3 separate regions of the Mus musculus genome follow, and regions 1 and 3 are each linked to region 2. The links are chromatin contacts, called in public HiChIP or PLAC-seq and promoter capture Hi-C maps. All regions are on one chromosome and are shown on one strand. The core of a region is the stretch at or near the end of the contact, and the rest is flanking DNA. Distances in the headings are between cores, read along the strand shown. Region 1 holds the start of Ccdc51 (coiled-coil domain containing 51). Region 2 holds the start of Slc25a20 (solute carrier family 25 (mitochondrial carnitine/acylcarnitine translocase), member 20). Region 3 holds the start of Usp4 (ubiquitin specific peptidase 4 (proto-oncogene)).

Region 1 (4,019 bases), core at 581-3,080, 420 kb before region 2:
AAACAAGAAACCCCACAGGGCTAGGCTAAGTGGTACAGTATCGGGGAGCCCTGGGCTTGATCCCAGCATTGGGAGGAAAGTGAAAAGACTCCGCCTGCTCCATAAGGTGCTCAGACCTGCAATCCCTACACTTGGGAGGCTGGGCAGGAAGACGTCTACAGCGTGAGTCTCTATTTCAAACCCAGAAAGAGTGGGAGGAAATGCTTCCATAGTTGGTTGTAGTAATATTTGTATAATCTTTGATGTATTAGAATCACTGAATTATATAAATTAAATAGCTAAGCTATATAGTAAGCTTTATATCAGTAAACCTGTTATTAAAAAAAATAATAACTGGGCTGGAGAGATGGTTCAGAGGCTAAGAGGGCATATAAATTAGTTTGACTCCTAGCACTTAGCCACACTAGGCAAGTCACAACTACCTGTAACTCCTGCTCTGGGGTACCCGATGGCTCTGGCCTCTGGGGTCTTTCTTTCACTCTCTCATATACACATACATTCACACACTCATAACTAGATTTTTCCCTCAAAAACTGGGCATATAGTTCAATTATACAGCACTTACCTAACATGAGTGAGGCCCTAGGTTCAAGCCTTTATTGCACACATTCATTCAAGCAAGCAAACACACACACACACACACACACACACACACACACACCCCTCCGTCACTTCTTCAGCTGAAGCATCTCTTCAGGATTTTATATTATCTAACTGTATCACTGCTTGAAACGTAATAGTAATCCATCTTTCCTGCTACTGTGGTTAATGGGAACTCAGGTACAAATGCTAGGCTGACAAACTCACATCACCCTAATTAATCCCTCTTGTTTTCTCTCCTAACTCAAATCCAATCTATTAGCAAAATCCTGCTGACTTTCTAAGCCTAGGAGTCTCCCCAACCCCCATCTCTGTCAGGTATACAAAGTGGTCTCGCTGGCTAGCATGCCATGGCTGGACTACCCCTCACTCATCTCCATTCCATCTCAACAGCCTTCAACAGTCCCGCAGTTTCTTCAGGGCAAAAGTCAACGCCTTCTCCACAGCTTCAGGGGATCTGACTCTCATTGTCTCTCCATTTTCGACTGCTTTCTCACTCCTTCCAATCATATGAAGGACTGGAACACACAAGGCCGTCTTCCACTCAGGGCCTTGGCACTGCCTAGCTCTTCCCTGTTCACAGTTGTCTCCCTGGCCTTCCTAAAGTCCTGCTCAGAGAGCCCCTGGAGAAGTCTTTTTTAACTACCCTAGCAAAAATGACATCCCACCAAGGGAGCATTCCTTAACCACTTTCTCTGCTTTTTTTTTTTTTCCTCCCCACACAGGTCACATAAGGTGTGATGCGTATTTTACTTATTTGCTCTGCGGTAGGTTTGTCTTGCTACAATGTCAGCGTTCCTCAAGCCTCAGTCCAGAATACAATGTATCTATACAAAGTACATACTCAAAAAAACGAACTAGAAGAAAGAATTTGCAAACACTTGCACTCATTGTTTCAATAAGTCCGAACTTTTTCCCGCGGCTTCTGAAGCTGAGGACTGGGTGATAATTGGCCACTACCCACTTCTGCCATCTCCTATCCCATCTCGTGCCCGCCACTTGAGCTTTCCTCGGTTCCGGAAAGGCACTTGCATGTACCCTCCCCTCCACCTGCAATGCTTTCTTTCTGTGCCGGATTACAAGCTTTATAGGCAGACACCATCCCCCACTCCCACGGTTTCGGATAAACCCAGGCAGAAGGAGCCTTCCGCCCCGTACCTGAATTGCCTAAGCCTATTAGGCTCCAGCAGAAAGCCCCGCGTCTGCCACTCAATTGACCCCTGACCGGTCAGCACCCGCCCCTGAAGGCATCCTTTAAAATACGTGAGGGTGACTTCCTGCCTAGCAGCCAATCAGGGGCCACGCATAGGTGCGGCATAAGCGAAGGCTGTAAGTCCTGTTTCCGGCATACGATCAGGGGCTGGTGAAGGGGCTGGAGGCGCCATGTCGGGCCGGGAAGGTAAGGCTATTTGGAGATCGGGGGTGGGACGGATGGATGGGGAACCATGGGAGGGCGATCGATGGCGGGGATGGGCCGAGCATGCTCGTGTCGCCCACAGGTGGCAAAAAGAAGCCCCTGAAACAGCCCAAGAAGCAGGCCAAGGAGATGGACGAGGTGAGGACGGGAGCGGAGGCCGGGCGGGCGCTGAGGGTATGGGCGACTGGACTGGAGTGAACCTGCTTTGCCTCTCTGCAGGAAGATAAGGCTTTCAAGCAGAAACAAAAGGAGGAACAGAAGAAACTCGAAGAGCTAAAAGCCAAGGCCGCCGGGAAGGGCCCCCTGGGTAAGTGAAGATCGAGCTATTGTAGGTATACTAGGGCAGGACAGGTCTGTTCCGGGGGTCGTTGGTGAACTACTGGGTCTGGTGTACACTCTGGCCAAGCCCCCTGCCTTGGGTTTGTGCAGTTCGAAGAGGGCGGGAGTGGAAACGTTGCCTCTCAAGACAGTCATGGGCTTCCAGTTCATGGAGAAGCTACAGAAGTGGAAACACCAACATGTACGCCGCACAGACACATATAGCTAAGTTTCTGAGTATCCTCCTGTTTCTGGTTACAAACTAGCAATTCACTTTATAGGTTGTTAACCTTAGAACATAGGACTTTTTTTACTTGCTGGTCGTGTTATCAGTAATGATACTGAGTCGTGCTATCTAGACTAGAGGATAAAAGTCCAGGCTCCTTAGCATGTATTTCGCTCTGGGTACTATTTTGTTTTGTGGCTATGCTGGGGAGCACACTCATTTGTGCAAAGCAAACCCTCCCTCTTGAGCTGTAGCCTACGCTCCATGCTCTCTCTGTGCCTTGCCCACGATTTTTTCTCTTGAGAGTGAATCACAGGTCCAGGAGTCCTAATATCTCATTAAGAAAAGTTTTAATTTTTGTATTTAAGCATATAGGTGTTTTTTATGCATGCATATCTGTGTACCATGTGTGTGCAGTGCCCTGGAAGACCAGACAAAGGTCTCCTGGGACTGTAGTTACAGACAGTTGTGAACTGGGAATTGAACCCAGATCCCCTGGAAGAGCAGCCAGTACTCTTAAATGCTGAGCCATCTCTCTAACCTTTGTTGTTGTTTTTTAAATTGATAGACAAGTTCTCTACCATTTGGGCAGTGGTGGCTCACATCTTTAATCCCAGCACTTGGGAGGCAGAGGCAGGGGGATTTCTGAGTTCGAGGACAGCCAGGGCTACACAGAGAAACCCTGCCAAAAAAAAGTTTCTGAGGCTGGCCTTGAATTTTAGATTCTCCTGCCTTCACCTAGATAGCCAAGATTAGAGTCTGTGCAACCAGCCTGACTTTGTGTGCATTGTAAAAGCACTATTTTGCATTTTCTAACTAGCAATTATTTCTGCCTGTTATCAGTGTCACATAGATACTGGAACTGTCACCCCAAGACCTATTGCATTGGGTTCGATCTGTTGTTTATCCACATAGCAATGTAATTGTAGCTGTTGTGATTGCTTTTTAAAATGAGGTCAGTTATCTGGCACCTTTAATCTGCGATTATGTATAAGGAGGTCAGACCTTGGTTAAATCCTGTACAGACAAAGTGTTTATAATCTGCAAATCCAAAGTGTCCCAGATCTGAGAGCTAACACCAGAAGCAAACTCCTGGTGTTGGATGATGCATTACAGTCAAGTGCAGAGGCCCTGGAAGTGTTGTGTTACATTCACTTCAAGCCATGTGCATGGGGGTGAGATGAAGCATGAGTAAGTGCTGGCTCCACAATTGGATCCGGTCCCTGAGATATCATGTGTATGCAAATGTCCCCCAAATCCCAGGAATTTCTGATAAAGGAACTTGTAACGAGTACTACTTCTCACTGAGCCCCATCCATTTTGGGTTTCTTGTTTGTTTTAAACAAGGTCTCCTAATAATTCCCCATCCTGTGACCTTGACCTCGATATGCTAGGGTGCACCTCTGTACCTGGACTCTTAAGATTTGTTTTGTCATGGTTCTTTTGTGCTCTTGTTCT
Region 2 (4,203 bases), core at 1,251-3,750:
AAACGCTGTCCTTTCCACGAAGGAAGTGGTCCAATGTAGTCAACCTGCCACCAGGTTGCTGGCTGGTCACCTCGAGGAATGGTGCCATATCTGGGGCTCAGTGTTGGTTTCTGCTGTTGGCAGATCTGGCAATCAGCAGCAGCTGTAGCCAAGTCAGCTTTGGTGAGTGGAAGCCCGTGTTGCTGAGCCCAAGCATAACCTCCATCTCTTGACACAAATAATTTCTTTCTTTCTTTCTTTCTTTCTTCCTTCCTTCCTTCCTTCCTTCCTTTCTTTCTTTCTTTCTTTCTTTCTTTCTTTCTTAAGATTTATTTATTTTATGTATATGAATACCAGAAGAGGGCATCAATTCCAGTACAGATGTTTGTGAGCCACCATGTGGTTGCTGGGAATTGAACTCAGGACCTCTGGAAGAGCAGTCAGTGCTCTTAACCGCTGAGCCATCTCTCCAGCTCCCAATCAGCCAGCTTTTCAATGCCTGCTCCAACACTACTGTCTGTAAAATGTTTTCCCCGCCCCAGTTCTAAAGTGTGGCAATTCTTACTGACCAGGACATAGGGGCCAAGGCTTAGTTTCTTTGAAACCTTGAAAGAACCTTCAAGTACCTGGGAGGCAGGAGGGCAGAAATTCAAGGTTAATTGCTTCATTTTGAGTTTTTGGCCAGCATTGGATACATGAGACTGTGTCTTCAAAGGGGAAAAAAAACACAAATAAAAACAAATACAAAAACAAACACCAAATCACAAAAGCATCAGCTTTTAGTTGGTAACCACCCAGCTTTCCGAGGTCAAAAGGACAGTGGTCAGCCATGGGTTTGGTTTATACTGCAAAGGAAAATCCTCTCTGTCAAGACTCCAGTGAGCACTTTCAGTCGTTTATAATCCTGTACAGAGGTCACTAGGCCCTTGCTGGGTGTAACATCAAGAGCAAGAGGAGACGAGAGAGGAGTACACTTATATAAGGAGTCAGGATATTGCTTTTTAAAAGTCTCAGGTGTGCAGGACAAGATTTCTGCCTCTGTAGAATAAGATTAGAAATAAAGGCCAAACAAACTCCCCCTTGCTAGACAGAGCTACTTGAACCTGCCACTGTCTTAGGAGCACTAAGAATAAGAAGCACAGCCTTTGCTACTGATAGGATCTGATTTCTCACAGATGAACACTACAGAGTCTCCTCGGGATGAGCTGTCTGTGGTGAGCCTCACTTTGAACAGAGGCCGTGAGATAGCCTGCTGTCAAGCCTGCCAAGGAAGAGCCCTTGGATACTGTTCTCTTTCAGAGGAAACTGGATCTGACATCCTATCAAGCCCCCAACCGAGGTTACCACCTTTATGAGATTCACATCTTCTCTGGCTTCCAGCCCCCAGCAACACGCCATCCACACACACAAAAGACTCATGTCTTCTTCTCACAGGCTCATCCTGGCTATGACCTGTCATTTCCTTTCAGGTCTATGTCCATAAAAAAAGAAGAAGAAGAAGAAGAAGAAAAAAGAAACCTATAAGCTACGAGCTTATATGAGCTCATCTATGAGCTAAGTCATCGAATATAGATTTTAGTCTCCACAAGACCTGGCTGAGAGTACAGCAAGAGGAAGAATAAAAGGCTGAGGAGAGAAAGGTCCCCTCGATTTCCACACCTGAGCCTGGCTGGTCATTGCTTGCTATGGGGGTGACTATGCAGCTTACCCTGCAGTGAATGACTGGCTGTAAATGGCCAGGTGCCTCTTCAGGCAAAGAAAAGTGCACAAGAGATAGGCTATGGGACACACCGGCTTTACGAGACTGTGTCAAAGGACATCTCTGCCACCTTTGTCCTTAATTTGTGGGGGAGGTCAAGTCTACAGATAACCTGTTCCAATCTTTATAACAATATCAGGGTTAACCGGGCACAGACAGCAGCTTTTTCTTTCTCATCTCCAAAGAAGTGCGCAGGGCTCAAAAAAAGACTGCCATCCGAAGACCTTGAAATAGGAGCTGTAGGGCTCTTAGGGCGCGAGGTACAGCCTCTGTCTATTTCGTATTGATTCTCGAGAGGAAAAAAAAATTGTTTTGAGGTGCCAGGGAGTTGAATGCAGAGCCTCTGGCCGGGTTAGGTAAAGCAGCGCTTCCTAGTAAACTACATACCAACCCTCTGTAAACTTCCCACGGAAGGAAGCATCCATCAGCCCGGCTCCACTTCTGTTCAGAAAGGCAGCACCTCGCGGCGGTCCCTACTTTCCACGTAACCCCCCCCCCCCCCCCCACACACACACACACCGCCCCGGGGCATTCCTCCACAAGCCCCCGTCCACACTCCGCGCACCTTGACCGTGTCCAGGGGGTGCCCCACAAACACCAGGCACATGCCGCCGAAGCCGCCAGCCAGGAGGTTCTTAAACGGACTGATGGGTTTCGGCTCGTCTGCCATGCTCAGTCTTCTGTCTGTCTGTCTGTCAGCTCCGGGCAGTCTTGGTCTTGCTCCGCTGCCCGAGCGGCTCCGCCGACCTTTCACCTACATTCAGGTGGGCGGGGCCGTGGGCAGGTCGGAAAGAGGGCCCAGTCGTACTAGCCTGGCTTCCGCCCTGAAGTCTACTTCCGGCTGCCCTCCTCCTTAGTGGGCGGGGCTCTTTCCCTAATGATGTATGGGAGGGGCTTGGGAATGATTGTCAGGGACTTACTCCTCCAGGAAGTCTTCTTGGACTTGAGTTTTTTTCTTTCTCTGGTCCTCTGTGGTCCTATGCATCTGTGCACTCCCCAGAGGTCGCATACACCCTTTTGCGTGACAGCCACTTTTTTTTTTTTAGGTGCTGAAGAGTGGAGGTACCCCATAGAGGTCCCTGTCTTTGATAAGCCTTGACTAAGTTAAAAATGGCATATGTCCTATGGTAAAAATGGCTCTATAGGAAAATAAATCCGGGAAGAAGTAAAGTGTGGGAGACAAATAATTTGTAACTAATTTGTTAAACAAGAGAAGCTCTCATTAGGAAGGCAAAGGATTAAGATCTAGGGCATGGAAATGAGTCCTGTCTAAAGATACCCGGTAAAGGATGAAGGACCTTTCTGGCAGAAGATAAAGAAAATTTGAAAACTCTGAGATGTCTGTGTTGTCAAATCTGAGAAACCACAGGCCACAGGGGTGGGAATGGGGTGCGGTGGGATGGTGGAGCAGCCAGTGAGGACAGGAGAAACGGAGACTACTCATCAGGAGGAACTGTGAGGACATCAGTCTCTTCTATGACAGGTTTTAGATGGAGACTAACAATCTCAGATCGGATTTTAAAACAAACAGACAAAAATCAGGATCGCTGTAACTGCTGGTGAAAACAGCCAGAGGAAATCCAGGGGGCTGGAGAAAGTTAAAGGTCATGAGTAGAAATGTTGGCTTGGACCAGCACATAGCAGAGTTGTTAACGAGGTGCGATCCAATGGTGAATATTTTCTAAAGGAAAACCCGAAGGACCTGTTAGTGAACGGAAATTCATTCTGCTCACTACTCATGCAGAAGCTGCAGAAGCTGGCTCAGCAGCTCAGAGAACTGGCTGCTCTTACAGAGTACCTGGGTTCTGTTCCCTGCACCCTCGTAGCAGCCCAGAACTGTCTGAAACTATACTTCCATGAGACCTAATGCCCTCTTTGGGCCTCTTTGGGCACCAAGCACACATACATTCATGGAGGCAAAGACTCAAGGACACAAAATAAAAATGAGTAAATATATATTTTTTTTTTAGAAAAAGTTTTGTGAGAGAGGCTTACGGGACAATGCTAATGTTTTTGGCCTTAGCAACTAGAGAGAAGACATCATCTTTAACTGAGATTGGGGAAGAGATGGGGTCAAGCAGATTAGAGGATGGTAAAGGACATTTTAGACATAATTAGTTTGAGATTTCTATTAATAGATCTATCTCCTGATCCAGGATTCTGTAAAGAGGCTCGGGCTAGTGGTTAAATTCAGTATTAACGAGTGAAATTAGATCACCAAGAGAGTGGGAACCCTCACAACCCCTGAAACCCTTCCCCTTCTAGTGTTTAGAGATCAAATAGATGAGGAAGGGCCTACAAAATAAGCAAAGAAGTAGGAGACCAAAGAATCTGCAATCACTATGAGCAAGGGCTTCAAAGGGGATGGGAGAGTCAGGAACACTAGAATCAGGAAGTGATGGCGGTTGATTGGTCCCAAAGACCTATGGGAAAATGGAGGACAAGGAAGTTGAAACAATACACAA
Region 3 (4,014 bases), core at 746-3,245, 310 kb after region 2:
GTCTCAGAAACAAACAACCAAAACCATAAACGATTATTGAAAGAATTTTAAAACTAATTAACTTTGGAGATGGCGGGGGGGGGGGGGGAGGTGCACCCTCAGTATGTAGCCCAGGATAGCCTTGAACTAGAGAGATCCACCTGTGTATGCCTCCCAGAGGCTGGGATTAAAGTTGTGTGACACTATGCCTAGTTAGGATTTAATTTATTTCAGTTTTTCGAAACATGGTTTCTCTGTCTGTCCTGTCTGTAGACTGAGCTGGCCTCAAACTCTGAGATCCACCTGCCTCTGCCTCCCAAGCGCTGGGACTAAAGATGTGTGCCACCGCTCCTGGGCTGAGTTTTTCTTTTTAATTATGCTTTGGTTATGTGCCTGAGTTTGAGCATGACTCCCAGTGCCCACGGAGGTCAGGGGAGTTGCTATCCCTGGAGCTGGAGCTTGAGTTACAGATGGCAGGGAGGCACCAAACCCGAGTGCTGGGCCTCAGACTCAGGCACTGCAAGAATAATCTAAGTTCTCAGATGCTGAGCAGTCTCACCAGCCCATGAGCAATCATTTCAAATGGACTCTTTCTACAAGTAAAACTATGTTACTAAGTTATTAATCACATTACCCACCACCATTTTTTTTTTTTTTTTGAGACAAGGCTTTTACTATGTCACTGAGGTTGGCCCTGAAATTTGGCAGCAATACTCCTCCAGGACTAAGACTACAGGCATGAGCATCCAGACCAACCTGAATATTCTTTCTGTGTCATCCCTTTGCAGAATTTCTAAAGTACCTCTCTCTATTTGTCTGGCCTTTCACTGGCTCAATTTAAACACCATAAACTACACCTAGACCACACCCCAAACACATAAGTTCTGTTCTCTTTTTCAGTCCTCATATTGGTCATAATCAATGAGAAACCTACCCTATTATTTGACTCCTACACAGCAGCACCACCCAGGCATTTCTCCCCGACTGGGGAGTACAATCCCTTCTAGTTAACAATCTCTTAAGAGGCCTCATATTTGAATCTGCTCTAGTAAACCTGGAACTTTTTTTTTGGGGGGGGGGTGCTGCTCACTGTATGAGACCAGCCCTGAACCTACAGCAATCCTACAGCCTCTGCTCCTGCAAACCAATAAAGCATATGCCAGCGTGCCTGGCAAAGTCTTGTAACTTTCGATCTTCTATTTTGCTCCAGGAGTCAAGCTCCCCTCCCTTCCCCTCCCCTCCCACTCTTACATCTAACTACTGCTACAATTGTCCCGGACCATCTGACAACTGGCTTCTAGTTTTTGGCTTTGAATCCTGTCCCACGGTTTACAAGTTACAAAGTATCACAGTTTACAAGTTACAAAGTATCCACTTCGGATCCTCTCTCCACGCCAGGAGCGTCCTAAGCCACAAATTGCTACCGAGGTTTTAATTGTTAAGGATCGGAGGTGTGTAAGGGGTGGAAACTTCCCCCACCAAGGTCACCATCAAGCGCCCAAGTCTTCGGTGGTTAAGTGCTTTCCCCCACCTTCCCGCTCCCGCCGACCCCAGCGCGCCCCCTTTTCTATATTCTACACCCCCTGTCCCCGCCGGTCCAAGACTACTGTGAATCCGAATGGACCGGGACAAACCCCACGCCTGTCAGCGCTGTCCCCCAGCTGATCCCGGGGTTTCTTTCATCAGCGGCCGCTGTCAAGCCACTCTTTCAGACTCCAGGCACCGCCCCCGGCCCGCCTCCACCTAAAACTGAGGACAGAGGTCCGGCCTGAGGGCCAGCGAGCCGGCTAGACGCTCTGCGCCGCAGGAGGGCAGGGCGGACGCTCACCACTGCGCCCCACGTTGGAGCGTGGTCCCCATCAAGGCTCCGAGCTCCGTCTTCTGGGTCTCCACATCCGGTCGCTCACGGCTGCCCCGGCCTTCCGCCATCTCGTCCGCCGCCCCGGCCCAGCCGGCCCGGACATCCGCCTAGCGCACGGCGTGCTATGGGCCGCGCCCACGCACGCACGTAACCACGCACGTGCGCGCGCCCGGCACCGCCGTCGACTTTCGCCTCTTCTCCCCGCCCCCACGCGCTGTTAACCCCCCCCCGCCCCCTCCGGAGCCGAAGCGGACAGAAGCAGGCTGGACGCCCAGAGGCGGCGGCCACATCCACCCGTGTCTGAGCGGCTCCTGCGATCTGACTGCTGGCCCGCCCTCGACCCATCAGTCACTCGCTCCATCCTGGCCTGTGAGGTTAGCCTGATGCTAAATCCGTGCAGGAGGAGCCTGCCGCTTGCTTTTCTTGTTTCCACTCGGTTCCATGCGGCTTTCAGCAAGACTGCCTAAATGCGAGATTGAATTTACTGCCTCGGCAGCCCCTGTAGCCAAGTGCACACGGACGCATTGAGATCTGGACTGTCCGGTGTGGTCCAGCCATTAATAGTTGTTTCAAACAAGGGCCGGCGCGATGGCTACGTGGGTGACAACTGGGTTTGATCCCCAGAACCCGTGTAAAAGTGGAAAAAGAAAACTGACTCTTTAAAGTTGTCCTTTGTTCTCGACACAGACACTGTGGCACGCGTTCGCCAAACAGGCACACAATAGTGAAATTTGTTGTTTGTTTGGGACAGGTTTCTTCTAGCTGCTGTCCTGGAGCTGTTTATGTAATCTAGGCTAGTCTCGAATTTAGGCCCATTTGCCCTTTTCTCCAGAGTGCTGGGATTAAAAGCATACATCACCACACCTGCAAAAAACAAAAATAAAGTCATAAATAGACGCAAAAAACAAAGTTGTCTTAAACAACTTTGTATCCTGTCAGCCATCCAGGTCAAGGAGAGAGTAGCAACCACCGAAGCCGACAGAGGTCCAGGCATCTTAATTTTTTCCTGAAACAATGATTCCGTTTTCTTCCGGGCGGTGATGGCACAGGCTTTTAACCCAGCACTCAGGAGGCAGAGGTAGGCAGATCTCTGAATTCGAAGCCAGCCTGGTCTACAGAGAGAATTTTAGGACAACCAAGGCTACAAGAAACCCTGTCTTGAGGAGAAGAAGAAGAAGAAGAAGAAGAAGGAGAAGGAGGAGAAGGAGGAGGAGAAGGAGGAGAAGAAGGAGGAGGAGGAGAAGAAGGAAAAGGAGAAGGAGAAGGAGAAAAGGAGAAGGAGGAGGAGGAGGAGGAGGAGGAGGAGGAGGAGGAGGAGGAGGAGGAGAAGGAGAAGGAGAAGGAGAAGGAGAAGGAGAAGGAGAAGGAGAAGAAGAAGAAGAAGAAGAAGAAGAAGAAGAAGAAGAAGAAGAAGAAGAAAAAGAAAAGATTGCAAGTCTTGAAAATCTTGCTCTGGAACAGGTTTAAAAGCATGGTAGAAAGCCATCTGTGGAGATGCCCGGGCAACTGGTGAGCTTTTGCTTTTCAGGCAAATCCTGTTTTGTTTCGGTTTTTTTTTTTTCGAGACAGGGTTTCTCTGTGTAGCCCTGGCTGTCCTGGAACTCACTCTGTAGACCAGACTGACCTTGAACTCAGAAATCCGCCTGCCTCTGCCTCCTGCTGTGGTTAAAGGTGTGCACCACCACACCTGGCACAAATCCTGTTCTTAACAGTAAGGCAAGTAAAACAGTTTCTTGGCGGATAGGAAAGCATGTCCTTCAAAAAACTAATACAAAACAAACGAACCCCCAATTCCCTCACCTTCCCAGTAGATTAAAAAAAAAAGATACATTTTATTTTATGTGTATGTGTGTGCGCCCTGCATAAATGTATGTGCACCACCTGTATGCAGGCACCCTCAGGCCAGAGAGCATTGTAACCCCGAGAGCAATGGTTCTCAACCTTCCTTATGCTGGGAGTCTTTAATACAGTTCCTCATGTTGTAGTGACCCCCCTACCAAATTATTTTGTTGCTACTTCACAGGTGTAATTTTGCCGGGCAGTGGTGGCACAGGCCTTTGATCCCAGCACTTGGGAGGCAGAGGCAGGTATATTTCTTTTTTTTTTTTTTTTTTTTTTTTTTTTGGTTTTTCGAGACAGAGTTTCTCTGTGTAGCCCTGGCTCTCCTGGAACTC

Evidence for each region. HiChIP or PLAC-seq counts read pairs in DNA pulled down with a chosen protein or histone mark. Capture Hi-C pulls out chosen DNA fragments and counts their contacts.
Region 1: a contact with region 2 is called in a promoter capture Hi-C map of adipose tissue. The contact joins the promoter of Ccdc51 here to the promoter of Slc25a20 in region 2. A contact is called at or near these places in 1 of 484 Hi-C or Micro-C datasets (embryonic stem cells) and 2 of 9 other capture datasets (adipose tissue and pancreatic islet).
Region 3: an H3K27ac HiChIP or PLAC-seq map of microglia shows a contact between it and region 2, with 4 times the contacts expected there. The contact joins the promoter of Usp4 here to the promoter of Slc25a20 in region 2. A contact is called at or near these places in 1 of 484 Hi-C or Micro-C datasets (embryonic stem cells), 1 of 115 datasets of contacts at active chromatin or transcription factors (microglia) and 1 of 9 other capture datasets (adipose tissue).

The regions. Positions count from the first base shown.
Region 1 is chr9:109,080,307-109,084,325 of GRCm38.p6, reverse strand. It overlaps Ccdc51 (coiled-coil domain containing 51), which reads right to left and starts at 1,830. Exons shown (of 4, transcript NM_025689.4): 1 at 1,759-1,830. Tma7 (translational machinery associated 7) reads left to right here and starts at 1,945. Exons shown (of 4, transcript NM_183250.2): 1 at 1,945-1,999; 2 at 2,100-2,155; 3 at 2,237-2,324. The coding sequence starts at 1,984.
Region 2 is chr9:108,660,433-108,664,635 of GRCm38.p6, reverse strand. Slc25a20 (solute carrier family 25 (mitochondrial carnitine/acylcarnitine translocase), member 20) reads right to left here and starts at 2,500. Exons shown (of 9, transcript NM_020520.5): 1 at 2,304-2,500. The coding sequence starts at 2,408.
Region 3 is chr9:108,345,812-108,349,825 of GRCm38.p6, reverse strand. Usp4 (ubiquitin specific peptidase 4 (proto-oncogene)) reads right to left here and starts at 1,995. Exons shown (of 22, transcript NM_011678.2): 1 at 1,808-1,995. The coding sequence starts at 1,908.